2 separate regions of the Mus musculus genome follow, and region 1 is linked to region 2. Evidence: chromatin contacts called from public Hi-C data. All regions are on one chromosome and are shown on one strand. Each heading gives the region's core, a stretch centred on a gene start, on an enhancer-like site or on the middle of the called end of the contact. The rest is flanking DNA. Distances are from core to core; before and after follow the strand shown.

Region 1 (4,992 bases), core at 398-2,897, 430 kb before region 2:
TCTGTACAGTGCTTTCCACACAAGCTCAAGATTCACGTCTTAGTTTGAGTTTCGATTGCTGTGATGAAACACTATAACCAAAGCAACTTGTGGAGGAAAGATTTGGCTTATTCTTTCAAATCACTGTTCACCATCAGAAATCAGGACAAGAACTCAAACAGGGCAGCAACCTGAAGGCAGGAGCTGATGCAGAGGGCTATGGGGAAGTTCTGCTTCCTGGCTTGCTCATCATGGCTTGTTCTGCCTGCTTTCTTATAAAATTCAGATCCACCAGCCCCAGGATGGCACTACTCACAATGGACTGGGCCCTGCCCTATCAATTACTAGTTAAGAAAGTGTCCCAGAGGCATGCATACAGTCTTATATTATGGAGGGAATTTCTCAGTTGAAGTTTCTTCCTTTACAATGACTCTAGCTTGTGTCAAATTGACATAAAATTAGCCAATACACTGTGTTAACTCCCCCAAACCCGTGTAAAAATGTCAGTAATGGTGATGTGTGTGCATAATCTCAGCATGAGGGATGTGGAGACAGGTGGATTTCTGGACCTTGCTGGCTAGGCGGTCTAGACTAATCAGCAAACCTCAAGTCAGTGAGAAACTCTGTTTGACAGGATATAGAAGTATCTTGATACACATACATATGTGCTCATGCACGTTTTTAAAAAAGACAGGTGAAGTACAATGTGATATCGTATCCTCATCACTCCATCCTTCTGCTGTAAACAAAGGATTCTTTGGTTCTCATGAGAATGTCCTAAGGGAGGAGACAGTGTTACAGATCCTGGAGGAAAAGGCAGTTCAAGTCTAGTTTCAGATTGCAAGATGAGAAAGACCTGCAGGAAGAGCAGGGCAATATTGGACATTGGTATCACAGACAAAAGAATGCTCTCCAACATGTGATTCCCCAATGTTCTGTGGGACTAAAGTCTGCAAAATGGCATTGGCCTTTTGCAAATTGTATTAATTACATTCGTAATCCCTACACAAATTGCATAGCCATTTTTTTCCCTCCAATTGAGCTAGTGAAGCCAGTTTAACACAGTACATTGTCTTTCAAGAGAAAATGAGCTCAGCACACTGTCTGCAGATAACAGAAACCCTGCGATGGTTTTCCCAGGTTATGATTGCAATTCATCTTGGGATGCCTATGTGTAATTTGTCTTCTCTGTGAGTGTGATCCATTTCCCTCTCCCTGAGCTGGCCTGTGCAGGGGACAGCCACACTTTCCAATGGTGTTTTATCCATCACCGGGGAGCTGCAAATTTGTTCTCGAAGTTTCAATACTGAGAGATGTTATTATCACTTGGAAACTTTCATTGAAAATGAGGCAGTCTTTGAAAGTGGTTGGCTGCTTTCTGGCTGCTCTGACCTTCTGACAGACTGAGCCTACTTTGCTGGGGAACTCCAGGCGGTGGGAAAGAAAGCATGCTCCTCTCACGCCCAACCTCTCTGCAGAGGGACTTTGTAAGAACCAGGTTTCCTCTGTGCCTTTCCTCCTTGTGCACAGAGCAGCTGGCCTGAACTATTCAAGAGGGCCTGTGGCAATTTTGCTTCCCTTGTATTTTTGAGCACACAGGATGCCTTCATGCAGCTTGGAAGAAAGCTGTTTCCTCCATGCTGAGGAACTGCAACTAGCTGCCTCTCTGGGAGTCACTTCTTCCTCTGCACTGGGCCTGTGCCCCTTCCTACTAGTCCACTGAAGGCTGTGGTAGGCCATACCCATGCACCTGATTCTTCAGTGGCCTTTTGTACGAGGACAAATCACAGAAGAAGGAGAGATGAGTTCACCATCATTAGTTTTTTTTATTTTATAATTACTGTTTTATATACTGCATGTTCTTTGCTGACATTCTCAGGGCAGTGTTGGTAAAAGGAGATGACCCAATGAAGTAAATTCATATGAAAGCAATAATGGCAGTTCCAAGTTCCCATTTGGCCTTCCACATAGTCCAGTGTTTCTAACAAAAAGAAAGATTTAGAATGTGACTATTCTCACATAAGGGTCATCCAGTGAAGTAGTGGTGTTTGGGTAAAGGGCTTTCAGGAAAACCTTCTCTACCCAGAGAGTCTCAAGCAGTCCTAATGATGGCAGAAACAAGTCAGCTGCCTCTGGTGATGGGGAGGTGGAGCTGACTTGCTGCTGCATAGCCTCAGGTTGGTATGGATCAGTTCACAGTCAGTTTCTCTTTCTCTCTTACATACTTGTCTTCTGTTCCAGGACCTAGTGTTTGTTCTGAGTCCCCATGAGCATCACCTCTGCCTGAATCCTGAGCCACATCCTATCCAAGAAGGTCAAGGTCCTTTCTTTAGAAGCCCCAATGCTGACTAGGGTCCTCTGTGAGTCCAAGTCTTTTCCCTCCTAGGGTCGTCTAAGAGGTGACTCATGAGAAGGACTTGCTTTAAGATTACTGGTTACTTTTCCCATTGTTGTGAGCACCTGTCTGACAAGGGTGAAATCCTGAAGGAGGAAGAGGTAATTTCAACTTTTGGTTCACAGATACAGTCTATCACAGTGTTCTGTTCATTCTAAGGCTCCAGCCTATGGGATGGTGCTTGCACACATTCAGGCTGAGTCTTTGTTCTTCATTTAAACCTCTTTAAAAACAGTTTTACAGACACAAGCAGAGGCATACCTCCTAGGTGATTTCAAATCCAGTCAAGTTGGCAATAGAGAGCCACTATAACAGTACCTCTGCCTATATTCACATAGCCAGATGTGGCTTGGCTTTTCTCAAAGGGACAGGCTGTATCTTGGCCTGCTTTCTTGACCTTGTCTAAGGCATATTCAAATTTATCCCTCTTTTGCCAAGGTTTCTGGATGCTCTAGCATGTCTGACCTCTTGAACTTCTCTGATTCCTATATCAAACTATTTCTCAAAATCATTTCTCAAATCAAATGGTTGGTCCCATTGTAAACACTAGAGTAGTCCCACTCACTGCATTGAGGCAATCCTATTTTCATTCCATTCATGCTCTTCTCGGCGACTTGTTTGAGATAGATAGGATGGGTTTGGCCATCCCAGATGAGAAACAGTAGAAGATAAGCAGAGTTTCAGAAGGCTTCCCAGAACCATGCAGCTCACCAGGGATAGGGTGGGATGAGGCTCTGTTCTCCTGGCTTCTGTCCCAGAGCTCTTATCTCTAGTACTTGTCAGGCTGCCAGGCTTCTCTCGTTGCCCATCAAATCCATTTTAATCTCAAGAGATCGTCCCCATAGGATGACAGAGTATGGCCCATGGAACGCCTGGCTCCATTCTAATTTTGCAGAACGGAACAAGTTCCTTAGGGTATGGAGGAGGCACTCTGTGAAAAGGCAATTTAGACTTTGGACTCAGTGAGCAATGCCTCCGAGTCCCATGTCAGATGCTCAGAGTTTCTAATGAAATGTTCTTGGTCCTGGGGTGCAGGGGTTGGGGCAAGGATGCCTGAATGTACAGTATTTTTCCACGGTATCTAAAAGGAAATAAGACTTAAAAATAAGATCTTTAAAATGATATGTAGGGAAACAGCTCTCTCTATCTCTCTGTCTCTGTCTCTGTCTCTGTCTCTCTGTCTCTCTCTCTCTCTCTCTCTCTCTCTCTCTCTCTCTCTCTCTGTGTGTGTGTGTATGGTGCATATGCGTGACCCACAGGGTATTCCTCTGCTGCTATTATTTATTTATTCACTTTCTCTTTCTTTGTTTTGAAAAGATAAACAAAGACTCTCAGTAGTGTCCCAAGCTCCTCAAGCAAGGTAGGTGGCTGGCCAGGAAGTCCCAAGGACCTTCTTCTCTCTACCTCCCTAGAGCTGGCTTAACAGGCTCTCATCATTCACACCTCACTAGGAAGCACAACCTTAAATCCACAAAGCCTGACATCCCAACAGGGGAGCACTGCTCTGGCAACTGAAGGGTGAAGATTCAAATGCTGTAGAGACAAACGTTTTCTTTTGAACTCTCTTCCCATTCTAAGTCTCAAATTGAATGTAATTTATGTAGTTTTGGATAACTTTAATTTTACTTAACACAGTTTAGGTCAGTTGCTAGAAAATCTTTCTTAGAGCACTAGCTGATACATACCATTTGGAAGCATTGTGACTATTATGTAAAGGGAAGAGTGTGACTAAGTTGAAATGAATTTTTACTTTCAAAAGTAGGGGGCAAACTAGAGTTGACAGAAAGATAGTTTCTAGACTCTGGTTTATATTATTTTGTTTGTGAGCATTCCCCAAGGCTTCCATCCCTATCCCACCACACTGTTACTCCATATGAAGGTCTCTATAGAAGGTCCAACATGCAACAAGAAAAAATCACGCAGAATTCAGAAAGAGATGGCATTTCTTAGTCCACTTCCAAAGCCAATCGATTATGTGAAGAAGAGAGCACATGATTAAGAAGTTAGTGTGAATAATTTCTGCCCAATGGAGATTTCAGAGCCTCTTACACTCCATCTTTTGTAGGAGCAGATACATCAGATGTGCTACATCTCCAGGTTAAAGTAGCTGTTGAGGTCAGGAGGGTACTCAAGGTTCAAGGCATGTGTGCAGTAAGATGTCACACAGAGTCTCACTAGTGTGTACAATATGTGTTAGTAAAAATACAGTCATTAATTCAAGAAAGCAGATGATTTCTCTAAACAGCTCAAGAAAAACAAAGATTTTTTTTTAAATTCACACAACTATCCTTTTCTTGATTTTATTTCTTCATTTTTGAGACAGTCTTGCTATGTAACTCCAACTGGCCTATAATGTGCAATTTTTCTATCTCCACCTTGAAAATGCCAGACTGATATCCTGTCACCATGCTACAATTAATATATTCTATTATATTCTAACATTTCCACAAAGCAATGGAAATTTCATGGTGCTCTCTCTATATTATTTTACAGACAAACACTAAAGCTCTACCTATGTTACATACATGATGTAAATGATAAGAGTATAAATGATATGTGGGGATAATGCTCTCTGTCCTAGAATTACACATATATTACAGCATATGTCTTATACTGTC
Region 2 (5,091 bases), core at 1,001-3,500:
CAGATGAACAGCGGGAACATGAGGAGGGCCTCGTGACACAGGCATGCACGAAAATGTGACTCCTGTTGCTCAGAGGGGCATCAAAATGTTCTCAAGTGGGATGGCTCTTCTTTGATTTGTCTTTATGATAAACGGCAGAATAACTTAGTAATGCGGCCTTGTCAGGAAGGGACACAGTAGAGGGAATAGGAGACAAATACTGACTCCAACCTCAAAAGATGTATTGAGATTGATTCTCAGAATCCAAAGTGACTGACTTTTTTCCTTGCCCCACTCTGTGCCTTCCTTGCCAACCTACTGCGACACAAATGAAGTAAAACAAGGACAGGGTAGACTGGCCTAAACTCCTCCAGAGAATCTTCCCTCAGTTCCTATATCCTTCCTCGGGGTGCAATGCAAATGGGCCACTCCCATGTTCCTTGTTCCCAGGTATCATGAACGGGACTGAACACGTGTATTTATAAACGCAGACTAGAATCATTGTGATATGGGTAGTGGAGTTATAAGGCAGTTGGAAAGTACCCCCCACCCCCTCACAACCAAACGGCACTGGCGTATGGCTTAGTTTCTTCACTACCACTCTAGAGCCTTCATGCTCCGAGGATCTGAGGAAATAAAGGGAACCCCAGATCGAGTGGGAGAACAGGGGTAACCCTGCTGCAAAGTTCTGGTGCACACCGCAGTCACTTCCGGGGGGAGCGGGCGTCAGCAACATCTGCAGCCTCGGGTGGGGGGGTTCACTCTCTAAGATGAAGCTGTGAAGTCCGTAGGCATCTTAGGCATGGAGCTGAAGTTTCCGGTACTGCAGAGAAGCAGGTAGTTGATGCCTTGAACTTGATATTGGGGTCAGGGGGTGGTGGGGGTCCTTCCACGAGATAGACGCAGTGGCAAAGACATTAAGGCCTTCCATTTCTTTGCTCATGCTGCTTAAAGGCACTGATACCAGCAACAGAAGTGTTCTGGAGTACCACCGAAGGTTTTTTTTTTTTTTAAAAAACTCCAACAGCACAAGTCTTCATGGGTAAATGTCCTTTATTGCATGACACAAAATGCTGCCATCCTTCTTTGAGCTCAGGAGTAGAAGGGCCGCCCTTTCTCCGGTGTCTGCAGTCTGTTCAGCCTAGCCACCTGAGATGGAGAAGGGGGCACATCTTGCCGGAAGGGCCCTCTGACTCCATCAGCTGGAGGCTGCTTCTTCAGCTGCTGCTCTTTCCGCCTCTGTTCCTGTCGGAGAAGCTCCTGGGTCTCCAGCATGACCCTGGCATTAAAGCCGTGCCCGCCTAGATAGCCGTTCCTTGAGCCCTGGTAACTGGAATACCTGGGGTTCTCCTTGGCACTCTGGAAGCCTTCACCAGGGGCGTAGTTCTGTTCCCAGGAATCCTGTGATATGGAGCTGGCATTCTTCCTGCTTTGTCTAGCAATAAAGCAAAGAAGTCAGTCAGGGATGAGAGAGAGATGAATCTCCAGGCTTTAGCAAATATCATCATGACCTGAGCACCCACCAGGTATCATGGTGAGGGGCTAGAGCTCTCAAAATTGACTATCAGAGCTTGGGAAGATACCAATACCTGGGCTGCTAAAGCATGTTGTTGCCCAAGCATAATGATCTAAGTTCGATCCACAGTACCCATGCAAATAGCTGAATGAGATAGCACACATTCCAGCACTAGGGAGGAGAGACAAGAAGATCCACAGGGCTTGCTGAACGGCTTGTCTAGCCTATTTGGCAAACTCCAGACCATCAAGAAACCCTACCTAAAAAACAACAAACAAACAAACAAACAAAACAAAAACCCAAGGTAGATAGTTCTTGAGGAATGACACTCGAGGGTGCCCTCTGGTTTCACGTGCACACCCATGCATGGGTACTCACACAGATGCACCTACACTGAACATGCAGCCACACCACAACAAAACAAACAGAACAAAACAAAACAAAAAAACCTTAATTATCCTCAGCCAGTCCCAAGTTTCAGCTAAGTGACCAGTGCTAACTGAACAAAAGACAGAAGCAGATTCAGTAGATATTTAGGAACAGGTGCTCCTCCTAGCTTGAGGTGCCCTCTGTTTGGCTCAGGGCAACCAGGTCCCCTGCAGTGTGGGCACAGACACATGTGTATCAGCAGCATCTAGCTTTGCACTAACCGCTGCTCACTTCAGCGTTATTGTTCAGGTCTAAGCTACCCACACGAGCAGTGTATCTAGCTGCTGCCAGGATGTTAGAAAATGGTGCGTGCTGCTCGCTTTCATCTTCCAAAGACTGGGACATCGCTCTGTCACAAGGCAGCTCATGTGATAGACTACAGTACGAGCTCAGACAAAAATGAAAGGACAGCAGGCAGAGAGCTGGGCCAGCTCAGCTGCAGAAGCACTGGCCTAGCATGCAGGAGGCCTGGGCTCCATCCCCAGAACCACATAAACCGGGGTTGTACTGCATGCCTATAACTCCAGAGTCTGTGAAGCCGAGGCAGGTGGTTCAGAAGTTCAAGGTCATCCTCGACTATATAGTAAAGTTCAAGACCAGCCTGAGTGACAAGAGACTGTCTCAAAACAACAACAAAATCATTAACAAAACAAAGTGATGCAACAGGAGGTTCCTACAATCTTCAGCTTGGCTCTCTGGAATCCTGTATATTAGTAACTGACACAGGTCAGGGTTGCCCAAGTTCCTGTCTAGAAACACTATTTTTTCCCACATCTCAGCTTATATAATTCACTTCCTATCACCCCAAGATAGAGAGGCAAACGCAAGCTGCACAGAAACTTCACCTCCTACTACTTCTGCAAGGGGCTGCACAGAAACTTCACCTCCTACTACTTCTTAAAGGGGCTGGCTGCAGTTTTCAGGAAACACAATTCTGAAACATCTTTAATTTACTATCAAGGCTCTAGATACTTCTATGAATTTGCAATAAGATTGCCTTTGATAAAGCCGAACAATTTTGTGCCAGGAAGGAAGACATGCCCTATTTTTCCTCCTTGAAAACAGAAGGGGGAGGAGAGATGACAGTCATAAAGAAAATGTATTATTGCTCCATTTATCAACAAGAAAATCGTCTGGCGGCAGTAGGTGGAGCCTGCTGGCATCAGCCTCCTGCATCAGCACACACAACACTGCACATTCATGAGGAGATCGTGGGAGGCCACTATGTCTCCCATAGGAACAGAGAGAGCAGTATTCGAATATTCTGGAATGCTGGCAAAATGGTCCAGGGTAGAACCCACCCATTTTCTACATGGCTGAAATTATAGATGGGAAGACATTGCAGATGGAACTAAACTCTCACTGTCACTACCGGCTCTGTGATCCATTGAGAAGAACAGAGGCTCCCACCTGGCTCTACTCATGGGAGCCACAGCAGAATCCTCAGATGGGACAGAGTAAGGTCCTCTGCCTAAAGCACTGACTGTCTTCACTTAAAAAAATCGTAGACTAATCATACCAGAGATGTGACAGATGGATAATGTCAGTGTGAAGCCTGGGATGTGACAAATGTCATCTCTTCATCCATGACTTCCTGATACTAAAGCTCGCTACCTTCCTCCCTGACCCTGCATGATCTCTGCATAGAAAGATAAGCTTCAGGCACCCTAGGAATGCAGGTTCTTTCTGCATTGAAATTTGTGAAAATTCACTGTGGTTTGTTGGGGATGGAGGGGAAGATGCTGTAGGAGGAGAAACTTGTTTTGTAGCTCAAGTTTGCTTCAGATTAATGAGTACGTGAGCACAAAATAAAGCAAGAAATTCCTGAGGTTTGAAATAGGGTATGGGGAATATGAACACATACACACACATGTTCTCATATACTCACTCTCACACCCATACTCTCATATATACACAATGCACACAAATACACATGCTCTCATATACACTCTCACATACACATACATACTCTCATACACACAATCATATACACTCACTCTCATACACATACATACTCTCATACACTCTCTCACATACACGCACATACACTCACTCTCATATACATACATACACACATATATACACACACACACACCCCTCTCTTACTTTCTTTGGTGAGGAAGCTATTGGTGTCCATACGTTCTTCATTAAGAAAGAATTAGCAATGAGCCAATGCAAGAAAGGAAGAAAAGGAGGCAGACAGTGTTTCCTGTTTCGAAGGCTGAGGAAATGGCTCAGTGGCAAAGTGTTCACTCTGCAAGCATGAAGACCTGAGTTAAATCTCCCAGAACCTATGTATAAAGCCACATGTGACTGTTCATATTTGTAATCCCAGTGCTTAGAGACAGGAGGATCTTTGAGGCTCACTGGCCAGCCATCCTAGCTTAACCAATGATCTCTAGGTCCAGTGAGAGACATTTGTCTCAGGAAGTAAAACTGATGCCTGACCAATATTAGCTGAGATTGTCCTTTGGCCTCCATAGACATGGACACACATGTGCCTGTGCACCAGTGCACACACATAAACATGTGCCTACTTGTACACATGACAGGGGGTAAAGGGGGAGAGAGGAAAAAGAAAGGAGGCAAAAGGAGAGAGAGGGGAAGAAGGAGGGAGGAAAAGAAGGAAGAGAGAAAGAGAATGGATTAGCATTTGAATGTTCTGAATAGTTAACGATATAACACACAGATGCACTCACAGACACACAGATATACACACAGACCAACACATACATGCATACAAACACATATATACATACACACAGGAACACACACACACATTCTCTCCCTCTCCCCCTCCCACATTAGAAGTTAAATATCCAAGTACCTGGCATAGGGAAGAATAGCTTAGGATTAGAGAGATTCAGATTCTGAGCTCTCACTTGGTCACAGTGTGGCCTGGAGGAGTTGTATTCTCCAGGCCCAAACTACCTCGTCTGTCAGATGGGCTGTAGCTGCTGACTGTATAAGGTACTGGGGAGAAACCAGTGAACCATCACATGTAAATTGCTCAGAAAAGAGACTGGCTCTCTTCAAATGACTTATGGGAGCTGGAGAGCAAGTCAGTGTCTAATATTGGCTTCTGGATTTAGGGTAGAGAGGGATGATGGCCACTTTTGGATCCAAGGATAAGAAGTAGGAGGTGCATTGTTAATTTTCCCTCCCTT

The links. Hi-C and Micro-C count contacts between places; a contact is called where the count stands out from the background.
Region 1: a contact with region 2 is called in a Hi-C map of cerebral cortex, with 4 times the contacts expected there. The contact joins two enhancer-like sites. A contact is called at or near these places in 2 of 484 Hi-C or Micro-C datasets (cerebral cortex and embryonic stem cells).

Annotation. Positions count from the first base shown.
Region 1 is chr8:128,032,481-128,037,472 of GRCm38.p6, reverse strand. No RefSeq gene overlaps it. Among named protein-coding and RNA genes, the nearest start is that of Gm32590, 230 kb to the right of the region's middle. Within about 2 kb of position 1,647, at least 24 of the 459 cell types and tissues checked have an H3K27ac peak or open chromatin away from gene starts, as enhancers often do. A contact at or near this core is called in cerebral cortex, where this site is marked.
Region 2 is chr8:127,606,755-127,611,845 of GRCm38.p6, reverse strand. Pard3 (par-3 family cell polarity regulator) reads right to left here. Exons shown (of 25, transcript NM_001309391.1): 25 at 1-1,414. The coding sequence ends at 1,072. Among named protein-coding and RNA genes, the nearest start is that of Gm32478, 21 kb to the left of the region's middle. Within about 2 kb of position 2,250, at least 15 of the 459 cell types and tissues checked have an H3K27ac peak or open chromatin away from gene starts, as enhancers often do. A contact at or near this core is called in cerebral cortex, where this site is marked.